2 separate regions of the Anser cygnoides genome follow, and region 2 is linked to region 1. A link is a contact called in public Hi-C data. All regions are on one chromosome and are shown on one strand. Each heading gives the region's core, a stretch centred on a gene start, on an enhancer-like site or on the middle of the called end of the contact. The rest is flanking DNA. Distances are from core to core; before and after follow the strand shown. Region 1 has its middle 19 kb from the start of PCK1. Region 2 overlaps SPO11 (SPO11 initiator of meiotic double strand breaks).

Region 1 (7,596 bases), core at 156-2,655:
GTGTGGTCCTCTGAAGTTACCACATCTCTGGGCGCTGTGGTCCTGTGTGTGTGCAGAGGTCCCCTCTTTGCTGGGCTGGGTGGCTTCTCCTGGCACCCCGGGGCCAGTCTGGTCCCCTGCGGCAGAGGGTAGGGGCAGCTCCCCCCATCCCGGTTTGCAGAAGGCGCAGTGGAACTGCTGAGGCTCAGCCCAGCTGCCCAGGCCTCCCCACGAGCTGTCTTGCAGCAAACACCTGCAGAAGCACCTGCAGGAGCTGAACCTGTAACCACGTGCGAGGGGGAGCTGTAGGGGAAGCTGGGTGAGTCCGCAGGGGTGGCTCTGCCTCACCGTGGCCCTGCTCCTGCCTGGGTCAGGCTGCCGGTGTCTGTGCCTAGGTGTCTGAGCTGTGGAGCAGGGGACACTGCTCCATGGGGCTGAGGCCCTGCAGTCTCCACCAGGAGCCATGCCCATGGCCCTGCACATGCCTGGAAAGCTTTAAAGGGCTGCCCGGCTGTGACTTGCGGGCTCCCATGGTGCTGGCTGTGGGCAAGATGGAAAAGCTCATCCAGCAGTGCTGTCCTGGTGTCTTCCCCCCGCACAGAGGCGTGGGGATTTGCTGGAGAAATTTCCTGTGGAAACCAGCTCACACCTACACTGGAAAAGTTGTCTGCAGAAACAAAAAGGGCATTTTATTTAATAAGTGTACCCACTGGCTTTGTGTGTGAGCTGTCCAAATACCTCTCCAGTGCTGTGATTGGGGCACTTACATGACTGCTGTTTGCCAGCCAGGCTTGGTCCTGCTGCTGGCAGCTTGGCTGTGGGATCCCCAGGAGCACACCCAGCACCACAGCACCAGGGCTGAGTCCTGGCGGGTTTGTAGTGCACAGAAACTTATGGCTGCTTTGTCCTTTTGAGGCAGGAGGTGAGCAGAGAGACTGGAGTTATTTCGTGCTGCTCTTACCATTTATATATTAAGAGATAAGTAGCACATTATGTTAACAACCAAACAATATGTGATAAACTGGAACTAGCAGTCCTAGTGGAGCCAGAAAGCTTTATCTTGGTTGTTAGATGGACCACAGGGGTGTCCCTGGCTGGAATGAGCACCGACACTGCCAGCTTTACCTTGCCATCAGAGGTGAAGTTTGCTCAGGCTCACCCTGAGCCCCTTGGCAGGTATCCAGAGGGGAGGTCAGTCAAGGTTACCGGGGTTAAACATTGATGGCAGTAGAGGGCTCCAAGGCGTGAGCGAAGCACTGTCGCCTAGTGGTAGCATTAGCTGAACCACGGGAATCTGAGCCTTGGTGCTCAGAGCCTGTGCTGGGGCAGCTCAGCCTCCTGGGGGAGGTTTAGGCTAACACAGCACCAAGAGTGTGCCCGTGACCAGGACTGCAGCTGGGAGGGGTAATGGTCACGTAAGTCCTGTCAGCATGCTTGTGCATCCCTGGGGGGGCTCCTTGCACCATTAATGCCCAGCCTCCCTGCAGCGGTTACCTGAAACGCCGTCTCTGAGACGAGATGTACTTTTAACACAAACAAGCCATCCAGCAGCACAAACAAATCCTGCTCTCCTTCATGCAGCGTCGGCGCTAAGTGACCCAAGGCAGCCTGCCCTCTGGTCGTGCTGCTGCCTGTCCCGGCCGGCTGGGCACCCGGCCTCGTGTGAAGGGACTTTGTGCTGCTTGGTGCAGGATGGGGCCGTGCCGTGCCCACCCCATGGCTTTGGCTGGCAGGGATCAGTGCCAGAGGGAGCAGCCTGGCTCTCGAGGACTGATTTCCTTCACCACATGGGGCTGGTTTGGGCAGGGAAGGAGCTGCCAGATGGACAGCATGGTGTGGCGAGACACAGGTCTCCCTGCAGCCCTACTGCAGTCCCTGGGCTGCGCACCCTGAAGGCAGCACTGCCCCTGTGCCCACCGGCAGCAGCCCCCTGCCCTGGGGAAGGCTGTGGTGGGGTAGGGGCTATTTCCCAGTGCCCCGTAACTGTACAGGTGAGTACACACGTGCTTGGATTTCTTTGTTCCCAAGAACTGAAGCATGCTGGCAGCCTGGGCTGTCTGCCCCTGCCAGCCATGGCCGGAGCCACCCAGCATCTTCCCTTCCCTGGCCTGCCCGCTCCAAACCCAGACCAGGCAGGACAGAGAAGCACAGATCCCACCAGGAAAAATCAATGGTTTTTTTTCAGGGTGGGATCTGGAACCCACCAGCCTGGTAGGGCTGAGGGGCTCCAGCCTCCCCATGGCAGCCCTGCCAGCCCCCTCCTCACACGGCCAAGCCCCAGGGACCAGCATGATCCCTGTAATTTCTGCAAAACTGGCATCATCTGCCCTGGGAATTTGCCGAAAAAGGCTGAATACAAACAAAGCCGATACGTCCCTTGGTCAATTTAACAAAGTGGCGCGTGCGTTCCTCTCGGAAAATAAAATGTTTACTCTGGTGGATGTAGTGCTAGGTTAATACATTTGGGTGAAATGTTCTTGGACCAAAGTACAGCCGTACAACCGATGCAGGAGTCCGACAAGTCGCAAAGCAAACATGTTACGCCAGCGGGTGAGCTGGAGCCGCATTCCTCAGTGTTTGTGCCCAGCGTGGGCGACCCTGGGATGGAGGAGCTGGTGGGGGAGCTGCTAAGTGACCCCTCCTTTTAATTAAAACAAGTGTCTCATTAGGCTTTTTAAGGTTCAGCATTCATTAATATGCAGGTATAAATTCACTTACTTTAGAGCTGCCTCTTTCCTACACCTGCTGGTCATGTTTTTGTGGTCAGTCTCGTATTTTTCTCCCATTGCACTAATTTTCTTTGTGTTCATAGAGCTGCTGTGCGAGGGGGGCCTGGGGAAGGCTCTGCCTTGGTCTCTGAGCTGCTGCCAGCGCTGGTTTGGGTCAGCGCAGGACCTGGGGCTCTGCTCTCCTCCAGCCCTGCCGCTCCCTTCCCATCAGCTTCTACCCTTGAAGTAATTGGCGTCAGGCAGCCTGGTAGGCCTGGGGGTTGCCGGTGAAGATTATGATCCAAAGAAATACATATTTTTTGACTAAAAACAAACACAGAGTGCTGTTGAGTTCTCGCTGCTAGCCTGGGTCAGGCCTGAGGCCTGCTTAGTCCCTTCCTCGGGGCTGGAAAGCTGCAGATGTCCCACAGCCTGGAAACAAAACCTGCCCTGGGAGGAAATGCCTTCCTGCCGCCCCGCTGGGAAGCCTGACTTTTTCTGTCCCCCTTTTTTAAAGCATCTTTTTAAATGTGGCTTATCCACCATTTCAGCTGGAGTCAGGGTGGGGAACACTGCTGGAAAATTGGGCTTGGATTTGGGCGTTTCCTCTGTGAGACCTGGAGGGGTGGTGTTGTCTTATCTCTCCTCAGTCTCCATTGGCAACGCCTATGTATGAGCTGCCGAAATGGTTACTTCATCTTAGCCTTTTGTTTTGTTTCACCGGAAACCAATACTTTGGCCATGTCAAGGCTTGAATTCTTCTGTGGCATTTTTAAGCCAGGTTCGATGGCTTGCTCAGGTCCCAGAGGTAGAAAGCTGAGTAGAAATAAATACAAGGAAAGAATTGTTGGGATGTAAAAGAAATTGAGGGGGGAAAAAAAATGGTCACAGCAATTTGGCAGAAAACCTCCATCAGTTCTTGTAGTAGGGCTCATAGGACTGCATGAATCTCTGTTTAAAGACGAGGGAGATGGTTTGAGAGCCTCTGTAAAGGCACGGGGAGGTTGGGTGGGCTGTTGTCCCATCTTCTGGTGCCCCTGTGTCCCCTGCCCCCATGTTTTGTAAGCTAACAGCATTCCTACCCAGAGCCAGCCGGGGGGTGCCTCCTTCCCCAGGGCTGGAGAGCTCGGCTCGTGCCTGCAGATGCATCCTCCGGGCTCCTCACCCTTCGGGGAGGACTCTGGACATCTCTGTCTCCTCCCAGCTCTCTGCCTTGCCTGTTTTGCTGCTGGATCTCCGGACAAGCTGCTTTTCATGGAGACAGGGGGTTATTGTCCTGTTTGTGCCTGGAGGTGATGTTGTTGCAAACAACCAAGGCAGCATTTTCGCTGTAGCTGAGCAGCCTTTGCCCAAGTGTGTATTTGCATCAGCCTGGAGGAGAGTTTCACTTGCAGCCTTATCGGCCTTATCTGTTTCTTCCCCGAAGCCGGTGCAGTGACGAGTGTTTTCTTCTCATTTATCTGTGTACCTGCTTTAGCGGTTGGCCAGAAGAGATGGGGAATGCTGTGGATATCTAAACAAATCACTTTCTTCTGATGCCCATAACTTACCCCAGGAATCAATTTTACTGAGTTGCTTATCAGTCCATGTAGGGCACTGCATTTCCCACTGCAGGGCTCAGCTCCAAATTGGAGCAGAAGCTCTTGGAAAGTTTATCTAGGCTTTGATTTCTAGTGAAGATAGGCACTATCTGCACAAAATAAGCCTTTTTGCCCTCTAACCCCCAGGGATGGGAGGCCGTGACAGGACTGCCAAAACAGAGATGGACGTAGGGCTGTTTTGCCTTTGCTTTTTGGGGTCAGGCCGTGCTAGCAGCAGCATTGCTTGGCTCCACCAGCCAAACCACAGCCTGGCCCTGCCAAGCTGCTCAACCTGCCTTTGGAGGCGCCTCTTTCCTCATTGCAAATCTGCCCTGAGCTCCCTGTGAGTCCCCAACCCTCATCCCACCCTGGGGGATTTTATCTCCTCCTTTTCCTTCCTTCCCCCCAAGCCCACACAGATGCAACCCCAGGAGGCGTCACGTGCTGCCATAGCACAGGATGTTTTCTCCTCCTCCTCTTCCTCCTCCCTTCCCAGTGGTGCTGAGGGAGCCCAGCCCCGTCCCGGAGCAGACCCACATCACACCTGCTTGCTCCCTGCCTTGTCGTTGGCAGCAAATAGCTGGTAGAGACACGGGATAGCTTGGCCTAAATAATACATGGCAGGAGCTGGGCTGGCTGTGCAGATCATTTTGCTGGCTTTGTAAAGTTAATCAGTTTACATGTTGCCATTAGGTCAGGAAAGCTAAATTTACCTTAAATAATTAATCCAGATCAATTAAACATGGGGTAATTGTGAAGAATAGTGAGAGGAGGAATGACCCTCATTTATTCCAGTCCTTTATCTTGCTTAGACAACCAATAGCAATAACACAGCTTACAGAGCTTGGGCAATGGGAAACTAATTTACATTTATGTTTTGTGATGACAGCTCTATCCTGAAGGTTTGACCTAATTACTGCATCTTGTCTCAATTTCTGTCTGGGCGTTATTGTTGCTGTCATAGTGTCAAATGCAGCTAATGCAAAGACCCAGTGGTTCCATTAAAACGTTATGTGGTGAGTCTGCTCTGTTGGGCAAGTGCAAATGAACGTTTCTGTATTTCTGAAAATTTCTGTGGTTGTCTTATCAAATATATCACCAAAAAAAATACTTGTTAGAGCTCCTGGAGGATATCTTCTAAATAAGAAACTTTTTGAAAATGACTTGTAAAATGTATTTGATAATCGTTAAAATGCTGATAGAAACCATACAGAAAACGAGTTTTCTGGCAAAGCTGTATGAAGAAGCGGTGTGGCATGCTAGAAAGCAGCATAAAGCACCTCTTGTAATGGAGAATTGAAATGCCTCTTGTGTAGGAGAACCTCACAGAGGCTGAGAAAGCTTTGGCTGTTTTAGCTGCTCTTGGAGCGGCTCGGTGGTAGCTTGCAGTAGCTTACACAGACCGTTTCTTGGGATCTTTACTGCATGAATAAGTTGGTTCAACATAACCGCAGCCAATAAAGAAGCTAGCGGAAAGGAGCACAGGGGCACACTTCTCCCAGTGACAGTTTTTTAGATGAACTCCTTGGAGGTGGGGGCAGAAGGGACAATGCAGGACGTTCCTGGAAGGCGCCTGTTCCCCTCGCTCCCACTGAGTTACAAAACTTGTTTTCCAATTCTGAGAATCATCGGCGCAAAAGGACCATAAAGAGTTTTAAAAGGACTTTCTTTGGCTTGTTTGTTAGGAAGCTCTTTGTAGCAAACTGGCAAATGCTGCTGCCTGCTGTCAAGATACAAGTGCTCCCCTGGCCTCCTCCCAGAGAAAGGGAAGGATTAGGTAAGGTGGAAATGTTTGCAGCTCTCTTAACTGGTGTAAGAATTACTTTAGTATGGTAATATCTCTGGCCCTAATTTCCAGAAAGAACAACAGCAAGTCCCTGAGCTATGGCAGACTTCAGGAGTAACACTGCCCATGTTACAGAATCTTGCTAATCTTTTTTTCAAAACAGAGACTCTTATCCCAAAGTGAAGGCAAACAGTTTCTGGCTCAGGAGGGTGTGCTCGGAGTGCCGAATTACTGCTCTGAAATGATCTCTGTTGCCACCCTTTGCTCTCGTGGAGTTTGTCTGCTTGTGGTCTGTTGTGACAGCTTTGCTTATTCTTTGTCCTCAGGCATGGTATTTTTATATAGTTACGTCTATATATAACACATTATCAAAAACATGCTGTACAGTAATAAATTGCTGATCTTTTCCCTTCTGATAGGGAAATTAGAGGCTTTGTTTCTTTGGCTGTAATTCCTGGAGATCAGCACGATAATGAAGTAGTTGATAAACTTTGGGTTGGATGTTGCAATGCCTTGCTAGCTGTGGTGCTTATCTGAATTACTTTTCAGAGGACTGATGTCCTGTCTGCATCACAGGGAGGTCCGCAGAGCTGCCCATAAATCCTTGGTTATGCATACAGTGGATTTTGTTTTAGTGTATAATCTGCCAAGTCACAGCACGCTGCTAACCCATTGTTGATCTGGCCGAAGTGCCTGCAGCATGGACATAACCTGCATGCGGCGTGGACTGCAGCTCTCTCCAGACAAATGTGGTTCTCCTTCAGCCTCAGCCTTCCCACCTGGTGGTCCATCATCTCCAAGGCCTGGAAATTCTCATGCTGCAAGGACTGTGGTGCTAATGCGTGGCTGGTGTCATGGGTCCCTGTATTGTGTGCAGCACGCAACAGTAATGTTAGGCACCTGGCATCAGTGGTGTTAATATTGAGAAATATCTGGTTGTGCACACAGGCAGGCTGCAAACCTTCTGTTAGCAAAAACAGCCACCGAAATCCTTGACCTACTTTGTTCTGAGAGGTTGCATTCCCTCTTCTAGAGGCTTTTGAGTTTTTGCAGTAAGGGAATGCTTAGCACTGCAGCCAGAAGTTTGTGGGGAGGAAAGCTGGCAGCTGCTGCAGCCTTGGGTGCCTGCAAAGAGTTAACCTGCACCGCTGGTTGCATGACAGCCCCCAGCTGTCTGTGCCTTCCCCTCTAGCGTTTCTCTCCATTATTTCATCAAAGCAACAGGCATGGTTTTAATTTTCCATGACTTGCTTATGAAATATGATCCTTGCTGTAATAAAGAAATGATTTGGTTTGTAATGGATACATAAGAAATCAATTTCCTATTTTTAAATTAGGTAGGATTAACAATGAAGCAAACAATAAGCAGAGCGACGGGGAGAAAGAGGAATGGGAGAAAGACCCAACAGCCCCGAGACAGGGCTGACTGCACTTGGCCGTGTTACACTGCAGTTGTTAATTGCTTCAGTGAGGCACTCACAGCTGTAGTGTTTCTTCCAATGTATATGCATTTTCTGCTTGAAAATTATGGTTTGGGGAAGAT
Region 2 (7,677 bases), core at 3,031-5,530, 300 kb after region 1:
CACCTGGAACAGACTACTCTCTCAGACAGCACAGCCTTCACGTGCAAAACATTTCCACCTCAGCTGCTACTGCTTGAAATGTGCTGGGGAGCGGGAGGCAGGAGGGAGCTGAGCTCCCCCAGGTCCGATCGCCCGGCAGTGCGCGGGCACCCGGTGCTGCTCGGCAGCCTCCAGGCACTCCCCCAAACCTTCATGTTTCACACACTCCGACATTAAAGGTGATGTGGCACAAGAAAAACAAAGTAAGAATAACAATAGCTATCGTAAACTTAAGAAAAATCAGAAAACAACAGTTTCAGAACTACTAGTAACTCCAGGCTTGTTTCAATATAGTTATGCTGTGTCTTACAGAATCTGGGAGGGGGGAGCTGTTGGAAGAAATACCAGCAGAGGACTAAAAACACCTAGAAAAAATATAAATTTGTCATTGGGAGCTACTCTTCAACTTCAAAGCGTCTTCAGTCTCTTAAAAGGATTTACATTTGAGCTGAAGGGAATTTAGGTAATGGGCAGCTCTGAGAGATGTAGCCTCTAGCACAGTTTTCACATATCACACAGCTAAAGAAACAATTCCTATTGAGTTTCACACGATGATTTATTATTTCTGCAATATTCAAGCTTCTCTTTGCCTCTTTAAGATTCACTGCACACTTTGTGAAACTATCTAGAAAATTATGTAATTGCCAAACAGTCCCCCCGGTCCTGCCTGGAAATCACACTTCGCCTGTAGCCTCTTCCAAATCAAAACACAAATGAAGTAACTCCCAGTTTCTCATGGAGTTGCATCAATCCTTTTGGTGCCTTTTTCCAAGCACAGGAGCACAGACACGGAACATGTAGGAACTGGAGTAACACAGAGATCTTAGGAAAAAGTCTATGGTCCAAGGAAGGAAGGAAACTACTGAAGTAAAGGATTTTTTCTTAGGCTGAAATTCAGGCTTTTTCCTAAATGGGAAACCTGAATTGGAGCCCAGACTTCTAACAGCTAAACTACATTTTTACAACAGCTAAACTACTCGACATTAAGCACAGATATTAGAGGGGATCTCAGAGCAAAATCCAGAGTCAAACTTATCCATACATTGGAGAAAACCTGTATCAGACTGCGGCTCCCCAAACCTTGCAGCTAGATTCCTCATCTTGGTTTGCAGCACACAAATTTTTAACCAGAATTCAGCTCCCCATAAGTACCACAAAACCAAGAGGTACAACTTACCAAAAGCAAGAATCTGCTTTTAAATGCATCAGTATAATGATATTTTACTTTTGGATAGAGAATGTTTACCCAAACAGGGAAGGAGGGCCCCAGTTTCATTTTAGGCCAGTGGCTGGATGCTGACCTGATGTAAATTCGGGGTTTTCTGTACTTCAAAGACTCTACTCCAAATTTACAACCCTGAATATAGAATTGGAAGTGATGTGATTTGTGGCTAATCATTCCACCTTTAAGTGCTTTTGTGCAATAACGTCGTTCTTCTGCCTCACAGAGTTTAGGTATCCGATAAAAGGTGCTATAAAAAGGCATTTTAGAAGATTTACTGCTGTGATACAAAATTTTCTGCCAACTCTCCTTTCTCAGCTGAGAGAACTTTTCTTTCAATCTAAGCAAAAGATCACCCCGAGAGAAGTCTCTTTCCTTCAAAATGTTTGCTGTCATACAGTCTTCCGATCGAGGCTAACTCCAGAGCTTTTTGGAGGTTCTGGGGAGAGGCAGAAACATACTTCCCAAGGAATTCAGAATTTGATGGATTGAGAATAACAGAACCAAACTGCAGCAGTTCTCAGCCTCCTGCTTTCTCCTGAAGGAATACCAAAAGGCAGCTTTTTCCCAGATACTGTTTTCACTAGCCCCCAAAAAGTTTTGTGTGAGGCACTTGGAAAAAAGTGAGCTTTAATGTTATTTAAATGCTTAAATGTTGTTTGAATAGCGTGGATTAATTCTTGTGGTTTAATACCAGATTAAAAATAAATGTGCTCTTTGTGGTGTTCCTTGTGTGTGACAAAGACTAGTTTGAGTCTTTCTTGAGCCTTTTGTCTCTTGCTGCTTGTAGATAGCACTTAGGAAAACACATTCCCAGTGGCCCCATAGACTAAAATATCCTTTTGAAACTGAGGATTCCCTCCTCCTTTTTACCCTGGGGCAAATCTAAGTGATAATGTGAAATACCTGCACAGAAACTGGCATCTTTGCTCTCACTAAACTGTGTGTTGCACCTGAGGGCAAAACAGAGGTGTGTGCGTAATGCAGAGCACTTTGGCATGGATCTGAGGTTTCAGACTCTCGCATCATGTGATGATAGCTATTGATTCATGCAAGGGGGAAATTAACTCCCTAAACTCCAGGATGTCGTCTCCCCGAGCACCCCGACACTAATCCCGGCTTTAGGATCAGAGGCAGACGGAGGGGGCAGCTTTTAAAGGGCTGGCTGAGAGAGCTAGCAGAGCACCCCTCCCGGCCGCTGGGAAGTGGGAGAGAGCCTCTTCTGCACGCCACTGCGGACAGAGCCTGCCCCTCGGCTGGGGAGAGCCCAAGGCAGAGCTGCATTTGCAGCTTTTAGGTGGGCTCTGTGTGTGTTGGGGTGCAAGGAGGCTCAGCGCTCCCCAGCGGTCAGAGACCAAGGAACGTCTCACCTTTGGGTGGCTTTGCTGTGGTGGCAAAACCGCTGGTGTGGACTTGGTTGGTCTGAGATAAAGGTGTTTGGGGGTTTCTTCCCAAGCCTGTGACCCTGCTGAGGCAAGAGCAGGGAGACAGCCTGCACGGGCTGGGCGCTCCTGCCAGCCCTCCCGCCCCTCACCGCACCTCCTGGCCCAGCTCTGAAAAAAATATCAGTATGGGCCTAAAATTAAGGAAGGGTAATAACGAGAATTGCAGGCAAAACCTACCCTCTAAAGCAGTGCTTCTGCTTCTGTTCCGTTAATGCAACTCTGGAAGCACCTGATGGAGATCATCTTGGGAGCTACGTAAGCCTACTGCAATACGAGATAGGCTTCTGCCAGCTCTTAACACCCATTCATTTCAACTGCCAAAATGTGCCCCACTGGCTACGCTGAGATTGGAGCCAGGTGTTAATTCAGAGCTGGGGCTGAGTGTGTCACAGGCTGCTTAATCCCATTAGCCTATCCCATAGGGATGGCCTAACCATTTCCAAAATATCAGCCTTCTCAGCAAACAAGCTCATTTTTTGCATCACCTTGTCTGCCCCTGCGTTTTCAGAAATGCCCACCCAAAGTCAGAGCAGCTGCAGTAAAATGGGGGACAGGGACAGCAGGCACTGACCTGAGGAAGAACTGCACTGCCAGGGCATCCTTTTGCACAGAAATCACCCCCTTCTGGGGCGACACTGATTTGCTAGGATTCCCAAGATCTTCCAGCAGTCATCTGAACACAATCTGAATGAGAAAGACTTTTTCAAGAAAGAATTAAATGTCTGTGCAAGATAAGATCTCAATCCACAGCTCACTGAAGTCAGTTTAGGTCTGTTGACTTCAATGGGCCCTGAATCACCACCTCCTGAAAAGAGCTCTGAAGCTAGGGATCCCAGGAAAATACCAAACCCAACAGGAGGAGCAGGGGATTTCAGAAGCAGCTGGCTTCCTTGGGACATTTCTCCGTTTTCCCCACTGGCCTAGTACAAAGAAACATAAGAACAGCCCCACATCATGGCAAGTGGAAGGCAGGCTTGATTTCACACCCCAGCGAAGGGGCCGAGAGCGCTGTGAGTGAAATGTTGGCTGGAGAGGGAAGCCCAGCCAGGCTGACGGAGCAGAAAGTCGGGACTTGAAGCCAGATTTAACTTCAATCTGTTCCATGTTCTGCTTGCTTTTGCTCCCTTTGTTTCCTTCTTATCACTGGCTCCAGAGAGCAATTTGGAGCAGAATTTCTTTCCCTTGATTTCACCCAGAGGACTTGGGCAAAGTAGATGCCCGTCTGGGTGTCTATGCTGAAACTTGGGGGTGTGAATATTGCCCACAATGATGTAGCATTTTCTGGGAACAAAATGCAAAGAGACATTTCCCTTTCTTTTGCAAATTAGGGCTGCTTCAAAAGCTGCTTAGACTCTGGAGTCCTCATAACCCAAGTCAACTGGTCTTTTCTTTCTTTTCTTTAAGCAAGAAGTGATAATTACGACAATATGCAGTATTGTGTCTCTGGGACTTTCATATCCAACTTTAGTGTTTCTAATGTAGCTTCAGTTTCATTCTTTCCCCCCACCCACCCAAGAGGCAAAGGCAGAGATAATTTAGAAATCTTTAGGACTGTTTACATTTTGAATGTTCATGGGGAAACTGCTTTGAAATGAAAATACATTTTAACAAGAATGTTATTGTTTAGTTCTGTTCTGCTAAACATGACTTAAATACACTCAGAGCTTGTGTCTTTATTTATGGATTTGATTGGCAATTTAGGAAACTGCCATTGGTTATTTGAAGAGTGTGTTTATTTAGTGTTACAATTTTGGGTCAGTTCCCCTCAAAGGAAACTTCAAACATATACAATGGCAAACTTGACAAATCATGTCAACACTTGGAATTGGACACTGCTTTCCATTAACTCTTAGGTAAACTAAATCTATCTGCCAGGGACATTTTTTGTTAAGTGGTTATCAGCAGTCGTGCTTTGCCAAGAGATCTTGATTGCTAACCGTTATGTCGTTTTCAGTTTTTAAAAAACATCAAATTAAGTTAGAAGAAAGGTAGAAGAAACGCACAAATGTGGAGGACAGAAGAGGCAAGGTCAGCTCTGTAAAGGTATTTAAGCACCGAAGTCCAATGCAGTGAGAGCAGGGAGGGTAACTCTCACCCGGATTCAGGGTCAGAGGATTAAAGGCCAGTTTCACAGGTAACCGTGCACCTAGTTTGTTGTAATCAGCCAGAATCTGGCGTACACACCGCTTACATACCTCGGCAAAATTTGCTGGCTGACTATTTAGCTTTCAAAATCTGGCCTTAACTGATCTGCCTGGCCTCACCCCGCTGTTGCATCACCACCGACTCCGCTGCTTTGCTGGAAAAGCAAATGACAGCTGCGCTTTGTAGCCAGAGCGTGCTTTGTGCTCACAGAAAGCTGCTGAATACTTCTCTGGGAGCAGAGATAAGGAAACACCTAATTTCTGAATTCTTAACGTGGGTTTGATAGCCGTGGTGTGAAAAAGATGCTGAGCCCCATGCCAGCCATTTTGCATGCCCCAGGCAGGGTACTCAGGTACCAGGCAACTGGGGAGCTTTCAGGGCTAAGCCGCAGCTGAAATGGAAGTACAATTTGGGTTGTACACACCTCTATACAGCCCGTGATGTCTAGCAAGCCACTCGACTGACATTTGCTTGAGGCCACGCTGGGAGGCTGCCCGCACTGCCCTGACCACAGCTCCAGTGAGTGGAGCAGAGCTCAAAGCCCACCGGCAGGTACCAGCGCTGAACACTTCCTAGGTTTGGATCCCAGCTCTTGCATCAGCAGGAAAAGGCTGGCGGGCGAGTGTCTCAAAATTGATAGGAAGCATCTAAGTTTACTGAGTCAAAGGGAGTTGTTCCATTAATATAAATGGGCTCTGAACCAAGCCTTAAGTGATCTGACAGAAGAGCACTGATCTTCAAAGGGACATGCTTACTGAACTCAAAAGCTACAAACAAAGCATTATATTATACAATTTATTTGACAATCACAATTCCTCTTCCCCCACACTTAACCTTGGGAGGACTTCTGAGAGCTTTGGACGTTTTGTTGGAGACCTTACTAATCCGAGTGTCCGACTTCTGGGTCACACCAACTCAAAGTTAATCCCAATTTATCTGGGAATCTCAGCTGGAGGTTTCCCAAGAGTGTCCCTGAGATCTCTGAGGTTTTCAAGCTCCATCTGACTCAGACAACCTTTTAAACTGCTTTTTACAGCATTTAGGTACTTTCCACATCTGGCCCTGAAGCTGGAAATGTGTGAGGCTCAGACCCAGTAAAATATAAACTAAACTTTTATGAACCCCATAAACAAAGAATAAAATAAAACATAAAATCTGTTGGTTTGCAGATTGGCCTGATTCTTTTATTTATTCATTCATTCATTCACTCATTCATTCACTGCCCTTGCATTAAAATAACAAAACTGATTTTGAGTTCAGTAACTTCCTGAGAAATATGCCACTTGTTTGGTTTTGAACCCGCAGTCTAATTCTTAATATACAGAGCACACCATTGCAGACGTAATCAACATTGCTTAGTTAAGCCACATTCCTGTATTTTTCAAAAAGCTGTTTTTTCTCTTTGGGAGAATTCCTGTAAATGATTAGAATGATAACATGGACAGATTAGCTGTTGAAACTCAGTACCATGGAGAAAACAATGCATTTTTAGGTTTTCATAGTGGTCTTTAGACAACAAATATCTATTATATTCATAAATAGTACATACATACTACAACAAGCTGTACATGTGGCTTCCACTTCAGCTCAGGTGTTGCTAAATATATATGACCTACTGTCCATATGTAAATATTTTAAGCCTTTCCACTATAATGAGGAAGCCCTTGAAAGTGCAGCGGACAGTGTACTTCTTCCCCCTGCCATCCAGCTCTGCCAGAACAGCTGCTGTCTCCATACGTGCTGGGTTTCACACAGCTCTGCCCATACCCACTGGCTCCAGAAGATGCTCAGCCTCAGATCTCCCAGTGTTGCCAGCTGCTAAGAACCAATACAAGGAGGCAAAGCTCCCAAATTTCCAAATCTGCTGTTGGCCACTGTGCTATGACTTCAATGGGTTTGGGATCAGACCCCCCAGGAGTTCCCCTTTCTTTTTTTACTTTACATCCCTCAGTTTACCGTTTACCTTTCCAAGTCTGACCTTTACATGCAGACATTCTCCTGATATGCAGTTTTCATTCATTCCTGTTTGCTTTTGCACAGAAACCCACTCTACCTCTCTTTGGTAAGTAGTTTTCCCTCTCTGTCTGTACAGAAAACTACAAGGCAAAGGCTCTGCACTTCCCAAACTTTCTTCCCACAGACCTGTGAAAAAGGCAAACAGCAGCTTGCCATTCCTTCTCATTACAAGGACACAAATTCACAGCGGATTTGAGGGAACCAGGGAGCTTGGTGTCCTGGTAAACGTCCCCTGCTGCCTTTTGGAGTTTGGCTGTACGTCTCCAGCACTTTCTAAGGGCGAAATATAATTTAAGTATCTAGCGCTTATCACAAGGATGTAAGAGACCTCTTACGCAAATTTTAAAAGCTCCCAAAAGGCGTTGCCTGAAGTCCTAAGAGAAGCTGATGAAGTGCAGTGACAGCAGAGGCTGGCCCCTTATAGTGTGGAGGATTTCAGCGAGGAACAGCCTCGCACTAGGAATCACCTGCTCTGTCTCTGGGATCACAGCTCGGAGTGCCCCAACAGAGAAAGAAGTCCTGCGAGTGCAGGCTGAGCTGCGTGTTGTGCAGTTTTGTAGCCAAGGAAGGCCTTAGGGATCTATCTGAAAACTTTCCTTGAATTAGGCTAGCAAACTAGCCCTGAAATATTGATAGGACCAGCTCCGATAAACCCAGGACATTTCTCACAGGCGGGTTATAACAGCAGGTACATTTTGCAAGCAAATTAACCATAGCTAGTGCATGCAAAGCGTGTTTTCGTATAAAAACTGGGGGACACTGAAGTCTGTTGCTACTAAATCCCATTTTGATTCAAAATGACATCTCCTA

Evidence for each region. A called contact is a pair of places that touch in the nucleus more often than the background predicts.
Region 2: a Hi-C map of liver shows a contact between it and region 1, with 2.6 times the contacts expected there. The contact joins two enhancer-like sites. A contact is called at or near these places in 2 of 7 Hi-C or Micro-C datasets (both in liver).

What each region holds. Positions count from the first base shown.
Region 1 is chr16:5,949,231-5,956,826 of Taihu_goose_T2T_genome, forward strand. No RefSeq gene overlaps it. Among named protein-coding and RNA genes, the nearest start is that of PCK1, 19 kb to the right of the region's middle. Within about 2 kb of position 1,406, at least 3 of the 3 cell types and tissues checked have open chromatin away from gene starts, as enhancers often do. A contact at or near this core is called in liver, where this site is marked.
Region 2 is chr16:6,250,926-6,258,602 of Taihu_goose_T2T_genome, forward strand. All of the region lies in intron 4 of SPO11 (SPO11 initiator of meiotic double strand breaks), which reads right to left. Among named protein-coding and RNA genes, the nearest start is that of BMP7, 130 kb to the left of the region's middle. Within about 2 kb of position 4,281, at least 2 of the 3 cell types and tissues checked have open chromatin away from gene starts, as enhancers often do. A contact at or near this core is called in liver, where this site is marked.